Regions from separate parts of the Zea mays genome. Here regions 1 and 3 are each linked to region 2. The links are chromatin contacts, called in public Hi-C maps. All regions are on one chromosome and are shown on one strand. The core of a region is the stretch at or near the end of the contact, and the rest is flanking DNA. Distances in the headings are between cores, read along the strand shown.

What was found. Hi-C and Micro-C count contacts between places; a contact is called where the count stands out from the background.
Region 1: a Hi-C map of leaf shows a contact between it and region 2, with 3 times the contacts expected there. The contact joins the promoter of LOC100193501 here to the promoter of LOC100275632 in region 2. A contact is called at or near these places in 4 of 25 Hi-C or Micro-C datasets (ear, leaf and tassel).
Region 3: a Hi-C map of leaf shows a contact between it and region 2, with 8 times the contacts expected there. The contact joins the promoter of LOC100284576 here to the promoter of LOC100275632 in region 2. A contact is called at or near these places in 2 of 25 Hi-C or Micro-C datasets (endosperm and leaf).

The regions. Positions count from the first base shown.
Region 1 is chr2:157,733,080-157,738,081 of Zm-B73-REFERENCE-NAM-5.0, reverse strand. It overlaps LOC100193501, which reads left to right and starts at 3,133. Exons shown (of 29, transcript NM_001358758.1): 1 at 3,133-3,333; 2 at 3,425-3,629; 3 at 4,362-4,450; 4 at 4,559-4,765. The coding sequence starts at 3,289. It overlaps LOC103649013 (ankyrin repeat-containing protein At5g02620-like), which reads left to right. Exons shown (of 1, transcript XM_035965376.1): 1 at 1-1,140. The coding sequence starts at 252. The coding sequence ends at 596.
Region 2 is chr2:158,073,409-158,078,517 of Zm-B73-REFERENCE-NAM-5.0, reverse strand. LOC100275632 reads right to left here and starts at 1,870. Exons shown (of 7, transcript NM_001366601.1): 1 at 781-1,870; 2 at 1-189. The coding sequence starts at 1,621.
Region 3 is chr2:158,417,724-158,422,254 of Zm-B73-REFERENCE-NAM-5.0, reverse strand. LOC100284576 (ENT domain containing protein) reads right to left here and starts at 1,780. Exons shown (of 11, transcript NM_001157471.2): 1 at 1,584-1,780; 2 at 1,366-1,478. The coding sequence starts at 1,393.

The sequences.
Region 1 (5,002 bases), core at 1,884-4,383, 340 kb after region 2:
CTCCGAATCCCGCTCGTGAACCCTAGACACCCTCCGTCGAGATCTCCAAATCCCACTCTCGAACCCCGTGCCCCCGCCCTCGTCCGCCCCACATCGTGCGATGCCCCCGCCGCGAGAGCTCCCCTAGATGGCATGGAGCGTGTCGCCCACGCACTTGCCCTGACCCTGATTGCACACTACCGCCGCTGGATGTCCACGCGCTGGCCCTCTTCATCTCGCTCGCGGTGGTCGTGGTGCAGACCTCGCTGATCATGGTGGAGCGGAGGGCGAAGAAGCGGATGGTGTTCGTGATGAACAAGCTCATGTGGCTGGTGTGCCTCTTCATCTCGGTGGCCTTCATCGCGCTGACCTACGTGGTGGTGGGGCACGACGACTGGTGGCTGGCCTGGTGCACCATGGGCATCGGCGCCGCGATCATGCTCACCACCCTCGGCTCCATGTGCTACTGCATCGTCGCGCACAGGTTGGAGGAGAAGAACACCAGGAAGATCAGGAGGGCCTCCGCGAGCCAGTCCCGCGGCTCGTGGTCCCGATCAGTCGACTCGGACAAGGAGATACTTAACAGCGAGTACAAGACGAAGATGTACGCGCTGTAGGATGGATAGCAAGTGTAACATGACGGATTCTTTTGTACATACCAGTGCTTTTGTTTCGCCACAGGCTGCTCCATGGCATTCGGCTCGGGATGCAGAGGCTGCGGCACCACATCAGTCTTCTTCAACCAAAGGACTGAAGGCCCTTCCTGCGGAACCAAGTTCAGGTCACTTGACCGGTGTGCCTGTTCCTGGGGAGTGAGAGTCTGCTCAACTGTGTGGTTCTTAGCGCCTGAAACCATCAATGGTGATGGAGATAATTCAGCTAGAAATTTAGAATAGAATAAAGTGTCCGGTACAAAATGCATTGTGTCGTGCAGTAGATATGATGATCTTGTACACGAGGATCTCATCGGAGAGAGTGATTTGTTGAATTCTTGTGGGCAGTTTTTTCCCTTGGGAGTTGGGACTTGGGCTTGTGGTCTGTGACGCAGGGAATATATGTGTTGACAAGATGAAAACTGTCACTGATCGGCCATTTCCGAGACTAAATTTGTGTAACTTGTCGACCACCGGAGTGAAATGTGTATCTGCGAATAACGATATAGAGTATGTGTTTGTTAGCGTGTGTTGGTGACCTGCTTTGATTCTTAAATGAGACTAAAATAGGGAAACACATTTAAAGATGACAGACCTTTATTTCTTCAATCTATTTAAGATAGATTGAAGGAGGAATGATACCTTAATTAATAACCTTTGAGACATAATATACAAATGTTCAAGGAAAATCTTAAATGTTATGATCCCTTTATTATTCTTTCTCGATTAAGGTAAGAGAGTCGCAACTTTGGAGACTAGCAACCAGGTTTCCTTTAGAAGGAAAAGTGTCCCTGTATATTACAGTGTACCTCTATTTATATGACGAGGTAGAGTACAACTTCGTATAAAATTATAAACATACTCTCAGTTCATAAACATACATCTATACTATTCTATTAAGACAGTAGTGTCAGCGTCCACACTCAATGCCCCCACCCCCGCGACCACGTCGGCCCGTCCCTAAACTAGCGCGCCCTCGCCCCCATCCGCGTCAAGCGTCACCCGCCACACCCGCCCATCCCAGCGCGATTCTCGCGTCGCAACGCCACACCCGCCCATCCCGGCGCGACCGCGTTATCGCCCTCGACCCTCGCAACATCGCCCTGCTCATCTTCAAGGCCCTCGCCCTTGACCTACAGGGCCACCACCTCCCTGTGATGCGCGTCCTCGCGCCGCCGCGCGCCCAAAGCTCGACCGCGTCGTCTTCGTCAAGCTGGACGTCGGCCACACGCCACCCGTCGTAGCTCCACCTCGCATCTCCGGCATGCTGCACGTCCCACGCAGGCAGTCCGATGAGGCGCGGCGCCTACAAGCAGTGTGTCGACTTCAGCCCCTCGCGCCGCCACCGCGAGGATGGCCTCCTCGCCCTCTGCTGCCTTGACCGCGACGTTGGGCTCTTCAAGCGCCGTCATGACGAGCCTGCTCCTGCCGTCGCTGTCTCCGATTCGACTCCTACACCCTTGAAGTCGACGGTACTGCAATAGAAAAATTGTGGATCTTGCCCACGATGCTCATATCCACCGTGCCCACCGTGCTCCCACCAGCACCCGCTCATGTCCAAGGAACTCTTCGGCTACTTCGTTGCGCCGTCATCTTCCCCATATTATGGTCGCCACACCACTGTCCCTACTGCTCCTGGCGGTCGCCTGCCAACCGCAACGTCGTCGTCTGCAACATCGACGTCGTCGTCCCTTTCTACTCAACAGGCGTCATTTTCTTCGGTCCTCTTGGACACGGCTTCTTCAGCTCTCCTCCAGGCTCCAGCTGCGCCTCGGTCACGTGCCCACTGGTCTCCAGTCGTCGTGTGGTAATCTTCCTGTGATATGCACACTTCTCCCTCTCCCTTTTCAACTGTCGATCAATGAAGAAGGTAGGATTGGGCCGCTGCTCGCCGTGATTTTTGCCAGAGAGGGAGGGCCGACTGGTGGTCGGTGCCACCAGTTCTTAGCGTGGCTTGTTGAGCGTGAGAGACATAGAGATGGGGAAGAAGATGTTGTGGTTGCTGGTGGGAGATGTTGGGGAATGCTCTCTGTTCGTGGGGATGAGTTCCATGCCATGGTTAACTATTTCCCAAAAAATCAGCAGGTTTACCTGGCGTAAGCTACATTTCTTCCTAGACTAACATGCTTGCATTTCCTAAAGGTTTGACAAGAGGATAACTGATGAGTTCCATGCCATGGTTAACTATTTCTTCAAGTGTGCAAGTGCGTCTATGGACTGTATGGTTCTTTGGTTTTTGTTGTTCGCTGAGGTGCAAAGTAGGAAGAAAATGCGGCCCTAACCTTGCAAGCGGGGAATGTATCATTTTTTGGTGCAACTGAAATATGTGGTGTTATTTTTTGTGCACTAACAATTTGTTGAATATTTTGTATACCGTTGCAACGCACGGGCATCTAACTAGTAGTTCAAAATAAACTCAATGGACACCATCTTTCCCAGATTGAATCGTGGACGCCCATAAACAAATTCCCCAGCGTCTCCTCTCCTCTCCTCTCCTTCCCCGGCACCGTGCTCTGTTGTGCTGTTTGGTTCCGTCGCGTCGCGTCCCGTGCTCAGATCAGATCTCTCCTCTCCCCCGACCCCGAGTGGAGTGCCTCCCTCCCCCCCTCCCGCTCCAGACTAGCGGAGAGAGATCTCGGCACCGCCGTTCGTCGCCATGGCGGCGGCCAACGCTCCCATCGCCATGCGCGAGGCGCTCACGGTAATACCTCCGCTACCCTCTCTCCCCTCTCATGCAGTACATATCTCCATCCACTCACCCACTGATCATTCCTTGCTCGTTCTCCGCGCAGCTCACCAGCCTGGGCATCGCGCCGCAGTTCGTCACCTTCACCCACGTCACCATGGAGTCGGAGAAGTACATCTGCGTCCGCGAGACCTCCCCGCAAAACAGTGTCGTCATCATCGACATGGCCATGCCCATGCAGCCGCTCCGACGGCCCATCACCGCCGACTCCGCCCTCATGAACCCCAACACCAGGATCCTCGCCCTGAAAGGTTCGGATTTGCTGCCTCTACCTACCGCCCGCACCTCCTATAGATCTAGCCCTTTCGGTTCTCTCCACTGCGCGGAATCTCATCCTTATCATGCCCATCCTAGCCAAAGTCCTTGTTAAATAGTCAGTTGCCTCTCTAGGAATTCCGCAGCGATCTAAGCTTCTGCTTCCCTACCATGGCAGCCGAATTCTGCACTAGCGACTGACATCAAGCCTTTGCTTGAGATCTGTGCATTAGCTGCCTGCAGGGCTTTATGTATACCTCTCTGTTTGTCTGATCCTGTGTGCAAGCCGTGTAGAATGAACGAGGCTCTGGCAACATGGGACGCTATAATTCTAGCCTGCCATACATTTGTAATCCGTGTAGTCGTTGTCACTGCGATGAGCCAGATCCAGTTCGGTTTAGCATAGAATGGAACCATTAGGATTGTAATTTTACTCTGTTTTAGTCTTCACTGTTGCTGCTCACATTCGATCGACGGCTTCCTACCTGCTTGTTGCTGGGCATTGCTTGCTTAATTTATATTTGAGTATATATTTTGTTAGATGAAGTTCTTACTTGTCAGCAACTCAGCATTGCTGTTGGCTGGGGTACTCTACTATAGTCAGGATATTGATGCTAACAATTCCCAAATCAAATGACTGGTTAAGACATTGAGTAGCTATATATACTGCTTAACATATAGTTTGAGAATAATTGCAACAATGGTAAACATCTGCTGATTTTTTGCAGCCCAAATACCTGGAACAACACAGGATCACCTTCAAATATTTAACATTGAGGCTAAGACTAAGATCAAGTCTCACCAGATGCCGGAGCAGGTACAAAACACTTTCCAATATGACATTTTGCATATGGCTTCTTTTTTCTAGCTGTCAATGAGATGTACTTGAAGTAACATGTTCCATATATTTACTTTTCAACTGCAGGTCGTATTCTGGAAATGGATCACTCCCAAACTGTTGGGTTTGGTGACACAAACATCAGTTTACCACTGGTCGATTGAAGGTGATTCTGAGCCCACCAAGATGTTTGATAGGACGGCTAATCTGGCAAACAATCAGATCATCAACTATCGATGTGACCCAGCGGAGAAGTGGCTTGTACTTATTGGAATTGCACCTGGAGCCCCAGAGGTATTCTCTTACCGAAATTTACTTCTATTTACATCATTACAGCAGAGCACATGTCAAATGAGTGTTGAAAACGAATATTACTGTTGCCCCCGTTCCTGCTGATTTTGTTCGAAATTCCAATCCTCTTACGATAAAAAACAATGTCTCTGTAAAACTCGGTCATTTGTACTTGAACAAAAAGTAGTTTCGTAGTACTTGGTTGGACGTTCTTATCATATTGTCGACTTGTCGTGCCCT
Region 2 (5,109 bases), core at 621-3,120:
CCTTCTGTTCCATCAAGGATAAAAATTGCTTCCACCCAATTGATTTCGAAAAGAAGTTGCTTCTTGTACGCCTGAACAATTCTCGAGCATACCTCCTTGGCAACCGCCTCTTCCTCGTTGCAATTTCGAGATCTTCTAGAGTGACTTGGCCATCACCATCTCTGTCTAACTCTTCAAAGAATCGCTTTCCTGCAGCAGCAGAACATCAGTTACAAATATCACCTTATGATCTAACTAATACATAAAAGAGCAACCTTTTCAAAAGTATCATTGCATTATGTTAAGCAGAATGCTGAATTGCTGAGGTACCAATTAGAACTGTAGTTTGAAGATCGTATAATGGATAGAGTGAGCTTGACTCAAAATGCACTAGCAGGAAAAATAACAGGATGGTACCCCTTGTTGTTGCATGGATCAATTAAAATGTCTGGTAGGCATATCTTTGATAGTAGTTCACCCAAATTTTCTAGATACGGTGGTAAAATAATGGATAACATCAGAACAGATTTTATGCTGTAAATTGTAGATCCGAATGGCATATCCTGAATCTGAATATTGGAAGAAGTCTAGTGATTAAATTGTACAAAATATAATTACTTTTGACTCTAAAACTGGCATTTGAGCCTTCTGTAGAGGACTAATAGTGACTGATCTAATTTGGTGATTTCCGTGCCATATATTAAAATGAATGCATGATTGGCAATTGCAGACCATGAGCCTACATACTGAAGAAGTAGAAATGTGGACACTTCTCTGCTGGAAAATGAAAAATTATGTTACCTTCAATTTCCGCATATCTGAAGAAGTCTTGCACTGAGAAAAGCTTCTTCTTGTCAGGATGTGCATCTGCCGATGTCGATGATCTGCTCACCAGCTGCGGAACTAATTCAATGAGCTCCGTCAGTGAAACTGCAGAAAGCGTAGACCGCAGACGCTCCACATTCGACAAAGGAATGTTAAGCAACCGGGCAGGCAATTTTTGTGCCTGCTGTTGTGTACCACTAGCAATGTCCACCCTCTCGCCGTTCCCAATCACAGCACCATCCTCCTGATTGCTGACTGGTGCTGGTGCTGGGACAGGGGAAGCACCACCCATGATGCTTGCTGGCGGTGGCGGTGGCCCAACCTTTGCAAAGCCCAGATTTGAAAGGAACCCATCGAAATCGGCCCTCTTCCCATCGATTACCTTCCTGAAAACCACAAATTGCTCCAACTGTCGGGTAGCGACAGCAAATTCCTCGCCTTTGTGCTTGCAGGCGTCCTCCAGCGCGTGGAGGTTGTGGGCGAAGGCATCGAACGCAATGCAGAGCAGGAGCTCCAGTTGCTGCTGCGGGGTCGCGCCATTGCTGGGCTCCTGGTAGAGCGGCGGGGAGTGTTTGCCTGCCCGTCGCTTGGGCCTGAAGCACCTAGCGAATGATCTGAGGGGCTTGTGGAAGAAGTTGGTGACGACGACGTGGAGGTGGAGCAGGCAGTCGACCTCGGGTTCGTGGTGCTGCTTGGAGTCGGGGTTAGGACTGGAATTGGATCCAGGGATGTGGATGACGGGAAGGTGAAGGTGGGTTATGGCGCCACGAGCTGCGGCGACGAAGGCATCGAAGGGATGGTCGGGTGCCATGGACATCAGGGTCAGGAACTAGGTGGTGCTTCCTGTCCGGTGGTGGTGGACTGCAGCGAGCGTCGTGGAAGGCATAGCAGCAAGGTTGGTGAGGCCCGCCTCACTTAGAGGGTACGAGTGAGCAACAGCCCGATTCTTCTTCCACTTTGGGGAGATGAGTGTAGCGAGCGGTGGGCAGGCAGCGGTGGAGGCCGGCCGTGGCCGGTGGTGACGAGGATGAGAGGGCCGAGGTGGAGTTGCAGTTGCAGACGAGACGGGAGGCGGAGAAGCGGCGAGGCGAGAAACCGAGACCATGAGAATTTGAGGAAACTGCAGAAATAAATTAATTTCTCAGGGGAATGAAATGGATTACGATATTTGGATGGATATGCTTTTTTGTTCGCATTTGTATCTGTTCAGAATAACGGGGAGAATGTTTGGTTTTTTCTCTAGCATCAACCAAATACTTAACACCAATTCATCCCTCTTGATTTAAGAGTGTTTGATTTACGGAGACTAATTTTTAATCCTCTATTTTATTTTATTTTATTCTTTAAATAGAATTTTAGTTTTTGTATTTGATAATTTAGTTCTCATTAATTCTACGACTAGCATGTTCATCTCTCACTATCATTAATCTTAAATGCAAAAAAAAATCCTTCCTAGGCATTGTTTATCGTACTAACATCTTTCTCATGTGTAGGAGTGTTGATCCATTAACGACACCTTATACTTCTTTGAGGATCTTCTAGGCATATCCACAGTCTAAAGAAGACGAGTTGGTAGCTCATCATTCGAAAATTATATTTAAACAAATGGTAACGAAAAAGAGCTAAACCAATTACAATGTCTTAAAACGGATGAAGCAAAACTGAGCACAACTCTCACAACAATGTAAGGGTAAATAAATGTAATATAAACAAGAAAAGGAAAAAAATCCAAGACTAGAAGACCTATAAGGAAACAAAGATAAAAAAAAGGAAAACTCTTCTAATTAATTTTATACCGTAAGTACATCAACGATTAACTCAAAGCAGCATTAACAACAAAGAATGCTTGTAAAAAGGTATGTTAGTGAAAGGGAAATGTCTAAAATCTATTTTTATAATTGTTTTGATGTTTGATGACCATCACAACCTTATGGACTAATTGGTTCGTTAAGTGAATGAATGAAGAACTAAAAGAATGGAGCAAATCCAGAGAAACAACCTAGACTTAGGCAAAAGCGTAATATTGAGTAAGAAATGGATTTTGGATCATTTCTACACTTGCATAAGTTTCAAATGACCCTAGAGACATTGGGTATGGTTGGAACCTTTATAGAAGACAAAATTGGGAAAAAAGATTCTAGGGGTCAAATTGTGAACACAAGATTGACTTTTCCCTCGTGGTTCGGGTTGATGATGAGTGATTGTCAATGTGTAGCACTCTGAGATTTGCGATTTGCACTAGGGGTCAATTTGCACTCAGTTTAAACTCGTTTCTAGAAAACCCCAACAAAACCCCAACCAAAACAGGATTTTTGATCTGCACTTTGTTTTCTATGTTGTTGGAGTTGATCCTTCACCGGTAGACATATTTCACTCTACGCAAATTGTCTCCGAAATTTGATAACATTCTGTGAAGTTTTGATTGTGCGGCACTGCCGCTCTCAAGACTGCCAGACAAGGAATTTTGATCCTTTTCTACTCAAACTTCATGGTTCGCCTTTCTCCCTGGTACCTTGTTGCCTGCACAATTTGCGAGCATTCTGGAAAAATTTTGCAATCCGACACTACCGCACCTACAAGCAGCACTACCACTCCGCGTTTTTCTATGACTTTGACCCAGAATTTTTACTGGACCTTTGGGGTCCCCTTTGGAGTTTCTTGTGAAAGTTTGGGTTCAAATCAAGTCTTTTAGGCCCCGTTGAGCTTATACTCTTCTCTAGAACTTGGTAGGAGTAGTCAAACGATCTGTGGATGATATGTTCTTTTGCGAAGTGTTTTTGGTGTCCCTAGAGGTTGGATTGGGTCAGGAAATAAAGTCATAGTGTTCTCATAGTTCAAGAATTTTTAGTGGCTCCCATTCACCCCCTCTGGTCGCCTCACTGGTCCTTCAATTGGTATCAGAGCCGGCTAAGGATTTCCTTTCCCTAATCGGTTGGCATGCTACTGGTCATCGATGGGACTAACTACCCGTACTAGAAGATCTGCATGGTGGCATATCTTCATAGGGTACAGAGTCTGGGAGATTTGCCTCGATGTTGCGTTCAATGCTACAAGTGAACGAATCACTCCAATTTAAGTGGAGTTCCATGATTTGAACAACAAAGCTCGCAACACTTAGTTCTTGTGCCTCTCGCTGGCTGAGTTTGAGCGAGTTGGACATCTAGCTATGGCTCACGAGATTTGGTCCACCCTCGAGAGATTCCATGAGGGCAATGATCATGTCAAAACTAGACTCTTTGAGACGTACCAGCAAGAGTATGATAGTGTTGTTCAATTGGCTGGAGAGACCATTGACATGACGTTTTCTCGGTTCCAGACGATTGTGAACAAGATGTGTGCCAAAAAGTCACAGCTTCCCTATGATGATCAGGAGAGAGCGCTGAAGTTGCTACATGCTCTATATCGGAGGGTTTGGGAGGTGAAGGTCTCGGCGATCATCGAGTCGCCCAATTGAGACTCTCACCGTGGACAAGCTTTTCAGCAAGCTCAAGTCCACTGAGATTGACCACCAGACCCAGGCTAAGATTGAGAACCCTGGTGCACCCACCATGGCCCTGATCTCTAGAGGTGGTGCTTCCTCTAACCCCTCACCTGATATATTTGCTTTGTCTTCTTTGCTAACCATCACAGAGGAGCAGGTGGAGAGCCTTGGGGATGAGGAGTTGGTGCTTGTGGCTAGTCGGTTCACGTGGTTCCACAACAACCGTATGAGCTGGTGGCGTGGTGGGTCGAAGAATGGATGCTACAACTATGGTGACCCTAACCACTTTTATTGCTAGTTGCCCCAAGAAGGGCAAGCAAGAGTACACCTCTAGTAGACACAAGTCAAAGGGAGGCTTGGACAAGGAGGCACTCAAGAAGAAGTACCACCAAAAGGCGAAGATCAAGGAGCGTGCCTTCCTTACCTCCCTCAGCGACCTCGACCATGACTTCGAGGAGTCCTCTTCTTCCTCGAGCGACGAGGAGGTTGAGAGGCATGTTGAGGACAAGCTCAATGACCTGTGCTTCATCGTCGACACCACGGGAGGCCTCTGCACCATGGAACTTGGTGAGGACACGGTCAGTGCCAGCGACAACAAGGACATCGGCAACGACTCTGCTTCTGATGTATCCCACTCCACCGATGATCTCGCCGCTGAGGTAGAAGAGCTAACGACTACTTTGGCTAATCAGGATAAACTGCTTAGGCTTGCTGCTCATGATAGGAAAGATTTTAAATTCAAGTATGAGAGCACGCTTAGGGAGCTTGAGTCTGCTAGAGCTTCAGTTGTAGTGTTTGACAAGACTAAATGCGATGAGTGCGCT
Region 3 (4,531 bases), core at 531-3,030, 340 kb before region 2:
ACCAGCTGGTCGCCTGACTTGTAAACATTGGATTAAAGCCAGCTGTTTGGACTGCTGCAGCTGTAATCCATAGAGACAAAAACACTGTAGAAGCAGTAGAAGTCGGTACGGATTAAAGCCAAGCAAACAGGCTAGCAATAAGCAATATAACAAGATATTATCAGTTACCAGATTGGCAACTTCAGGTACTTCACCAATTTTCTCTGCAATCCCTTTATTACATTGGCTATTTGGAGATGACATCATGACAGGCACTTATCATTCGTCCCAGAACATGAAAGCTAAAGAATCAGGCTCTAAGCTCGGGGCATGAAATTTATGACCCTAATGCTTAAGTTGTTATAGACATCTAAAGATTATGCAAGCATGGTTTGGCTGCTAATCAAAAAATAAATATTAAATGAAGTAATGCACCTAAAAATTTGTCATTTTACAAACCCAAATACTAAGGTGGTAAATCCTTAAGGGCTGTTTGGCACAGCTCCAGCTCTGCCACAGAAGAATACTGTAGCACGGATTCAGCTCTTCTTTCTAGTTCATTTTTTGCCTCAGTAAGCAAAACAGCTGCTTGCTATAGTAGCAAAAATTGCGTTACAGTGAACGGGAGGAGGAGCCGGCGCCCCCAAGAGCCATACCAAACAGCAAACAGGGACTTAATTGAGTCAAGCCCATAAAACCCATTCAACACCGAATTAAATTTCAGAAACATAACTGAATAGGCATTTCAGCAACATATAAACTGCAGACACTATCAGCGTGCACAAAGCCAGGTATTGTACAGACACAAATTTCTCATGAGAACAACCAGAGTGCCATGCTCCAAAGAGCCCCATATATCAAATGTTCGCCATTGGATACATAATTCAATTTTGCAGAAACAAAGGGAACCAAGAGAGCAAAACCCCATTAAATCTCCAGCTGTCCAGAAAAAAAATGAGGTTGAAACAGACAAATTCAATCCATATGAAGGAAATCGTGCAGTTTTATTTGGCAGCTTGTATTTTCGTGATCCCAAAAACTGAAAATTATACAGAAACCACCCAAATCCACCATGAGAAACTCAATTCACTAATGCAGAAACCAATATTCCTAAGCAATAGTTCACCACAACATCCAACGACGTTTGACTATTTCCCCAAAACAGGTGAATTCCGGATAACTCTAACCCTAAAGTCCTCCCGTCAGGCAAGTTCAAACCCTAGCCCCCAAAATCCATCCAACCACACTGAGGACGCGACCTTGTAGCCCACTCATATTCACAGCCAAGGAATTGGCATTCGCTAGTAAGGAGCTGAAGAAAGCGAAACCATAGGAGTAGAACCCTAGTCAAGGAGGCGGGCAAGGGCTCGAGCTCCCCGCACTCACCGCTGCTGTCGGAGGGCCGGTAGTCCATAGCCTACCGTCGTCGGCAACTCCACCAACCACCACCAACACCGCCGTCCGCCGGTAGTACAACACGCGCGGGCACAGACGCGAACCTGAAAGAGCCAAACGAACAGGGGTAAGCTCCCTCCGCCACGCCGGGGCTCGAGATGCCACCCCAAGGCCGCCACTCGGGCGACGAAGGGTCAGCGAGCGCTCACCTGCGGCGGAAGCGAGGGCGCGGCGGGGGGCGGAATCCGGCGAGATTCTGGGGAGGAGAGCTAGCTGTGCTGCTACTATCGTATCAGGCGCTCCGTTTTCGATAGAGAAAGAGGAAAGATAAAACAACAATCGACGGACTTGCAGCGGATTTTACAGCCGTGATGTGGGTGCATCCTGCAAACGTCGCTGGACCACCGGAAGATCCCACCGTCCACGCGTGCATCTTAAGCCTCGTTTAGTTTTTAAGATATTTAACGTGGTTATAAACATACTAATTTATATCTTAGTTTATAAAAATTGGTTTTCTAGTTTCTTAAAAATCAGCAAGCTAGCATTTCCTAACTAAAGCTAGTTTATAAAAATTGAGGTGGTTTCAAACTTTATAAACTAGTTTTTTTCATAAACAACTTTCTAAAAATTAAAAATAAGAACTAAAATTTTAAAAACTAGGTTGTTTCCGAACATGATCTTAGCCATCAAATTCAGCCACGTCACATTCAATGCATCAGATTGTCCGGACTTAAACAACTCTAAATTTTTACCATAAAAAGAATATTTTATCCTTACCAATGAAATTCTTTACTTTATACCACAATCCCTCATAGTCATATTTACTCCATATCTCAGCCCTATAACAACTACCCCATATTATATCATTTCTTTGCAATTCCCTTCCATTCCCGGATAACTACCTCCTCACGTTTTTTGCACATAGTGACACATGGTGCAGCCATTAGAGGTGGTAATAGGCTCTAGATTTTACACTATAAAATTTAAGGATTGAGTCAGATTAGAATCGAGCTCTATTCCTATTCGTTTTTGAACTAAAATTAATTAAGGGTTCTAATTTTTTGTGAAGAAGAATTTAGATTGTGATCCATTACCACCACTAGCTGCCATATGGAATCAAAGACTCACATAGCAATATAGAATAAAGGAATAGGCACTTTGTAAATGACGTTCTTCATGCCCGCCCCTATTTTACCGTGGCCGGAAACGCTCACCGTTATTCTTTTCCTACTCTATAGTTTACTCTAACTCGGTGCGTAAGGTTCATGACTCTAGATACCCTCAACCCGGGTTCCAAAGAGTTGTATCTATTATAACATCATTATCGATCATAACTTTTTAATGCACAATCTATACCATCATCCTACAGCCATATCAACGACACTCAGCTTTTATTTTTACATACTCGATGTACAATAAAACATAATTTTTAATTCAAATATCGTAAACGAGAAAAAACAGTAAAAAGAATATATAACTAATTCCAAAAAACAATACTGCAAAAAATAAGGAACGTTCATGAAATTCAAAAAAACAAAATCAACTCATGTGGTGCAATAGAAACTGATTACATTCAAGAACTAGTTTCTATTGTAGCACATGATGTTCTTGTACTCGCTACGAGATTAACTCATGTGATACAATAGAAACCGGTTCATCGATGAACGCAAAAGGTATTGTAGTTGGTACTCCACATCGAATTCATGTCTAAATGGAGATGGAACTGTATGAACGTGGGTGAATATACGTGAAAGGAGGAAAGATGAATATGGATCAAAGAAGATAAGGACCTCTATTTATAGGGTGTGAGTTCAGTATTTTTTTCAAATTCAAACGCTTGAAATTGTATGGCCTAATGAGATGTTGACATCTGTCCAAATGTTGGGTGGTATCGACCATGTTCGGTGGGTTTCGACCGTGGCCCTAACACGTCGGTCGATACCAACCAATCGATACAGACCATGTGATCTCCAACGTGGTCGGTATCGCTCGGACCGCCCAGTTAGCAGCCTAACCAACCAATCGGACGCCGACCGGCGCTACGACCGGTTCGGTCGATAGTGACCACCTGGTTCGCCACGCTAGCGATCAAATATCGAGTCATGTTGGAACCGGTCTTAAGAGCATATCTAAATTTTGGAACATCATTTAGAGAGTTATTTGAGTAATGACATATTTAGTTGGTTATTATTTAAAGAGTTACTAAGACACCAAAGAGAGTCATTTTCATGGCTTGGTGATACACGCTAGTGAGGAGCTCTCTTTTGGATGTAAACCCCATAAATTTGCCGGTCGCATGTATATTGTAGTTTTAAAGGCAAATGTTTGATTAATTGCTACAGATATAGTATGCCACACTTTTTAGCACCTTGATTCACATGTTATACACTCAATTTCTTGCCAAACTTTAACACAAGCATGAATTTAATTTTACTCACCATGTTTTTAGGGAAACTGAAGGGATTGTGATGCTTAAGAGAGGAATAAATTAGACAACTTAAAGAAAAAATTGCATATGTGGCTCCAAAAAACCATGGCTTCCTTTGAACTTGATAGTCACCTATAGGGGTAAAATCACAACTTAAACAAAAACTTGATCCAAATTAAGTGTTAGTGCAAAACTAGATCAAGTTAGAGTGAGAAGGAGGAGAGATTCTTGCACTTGATTGCTCTCACAAGATTGTGAAATTAACTTGAGCAATATCACAAGTGAAGAACTAGAGAATAGAGAAGAAGAGCAAATCACAAAATATCAAGCACAAGAGACAAGGCAATTTTATCTCGTGGTTCGGTTAAGCCTCAAATGCTTGCCTACTACACGTTGTCGTGTCCCAATAGACAAGGGTTGCAGTCAACCCCTCTCAAGTGATCCAATGATCAACTTGAGTGTCACAGTTCTTCCTTATATTCTTCCCTTTGCAAGAATCTCCATAAATTGGAGTCTCTTGCGGCCATACACAATTTTAATGAGAGTTACAACTCTTTAACAATGAGAGGGAGAGTAATAACACACATATGAGTAGCAACACCACAAAGCCACAACACGAACGTGTAATAGCAGAGTAGCACTATCTCTCTAAAACTGGCGCTCGAATTGCTTCGATGTGTCTCTCAGATGCATATGAGTGAAGTACTAGCTCTTGGTATGCTTGGTGTG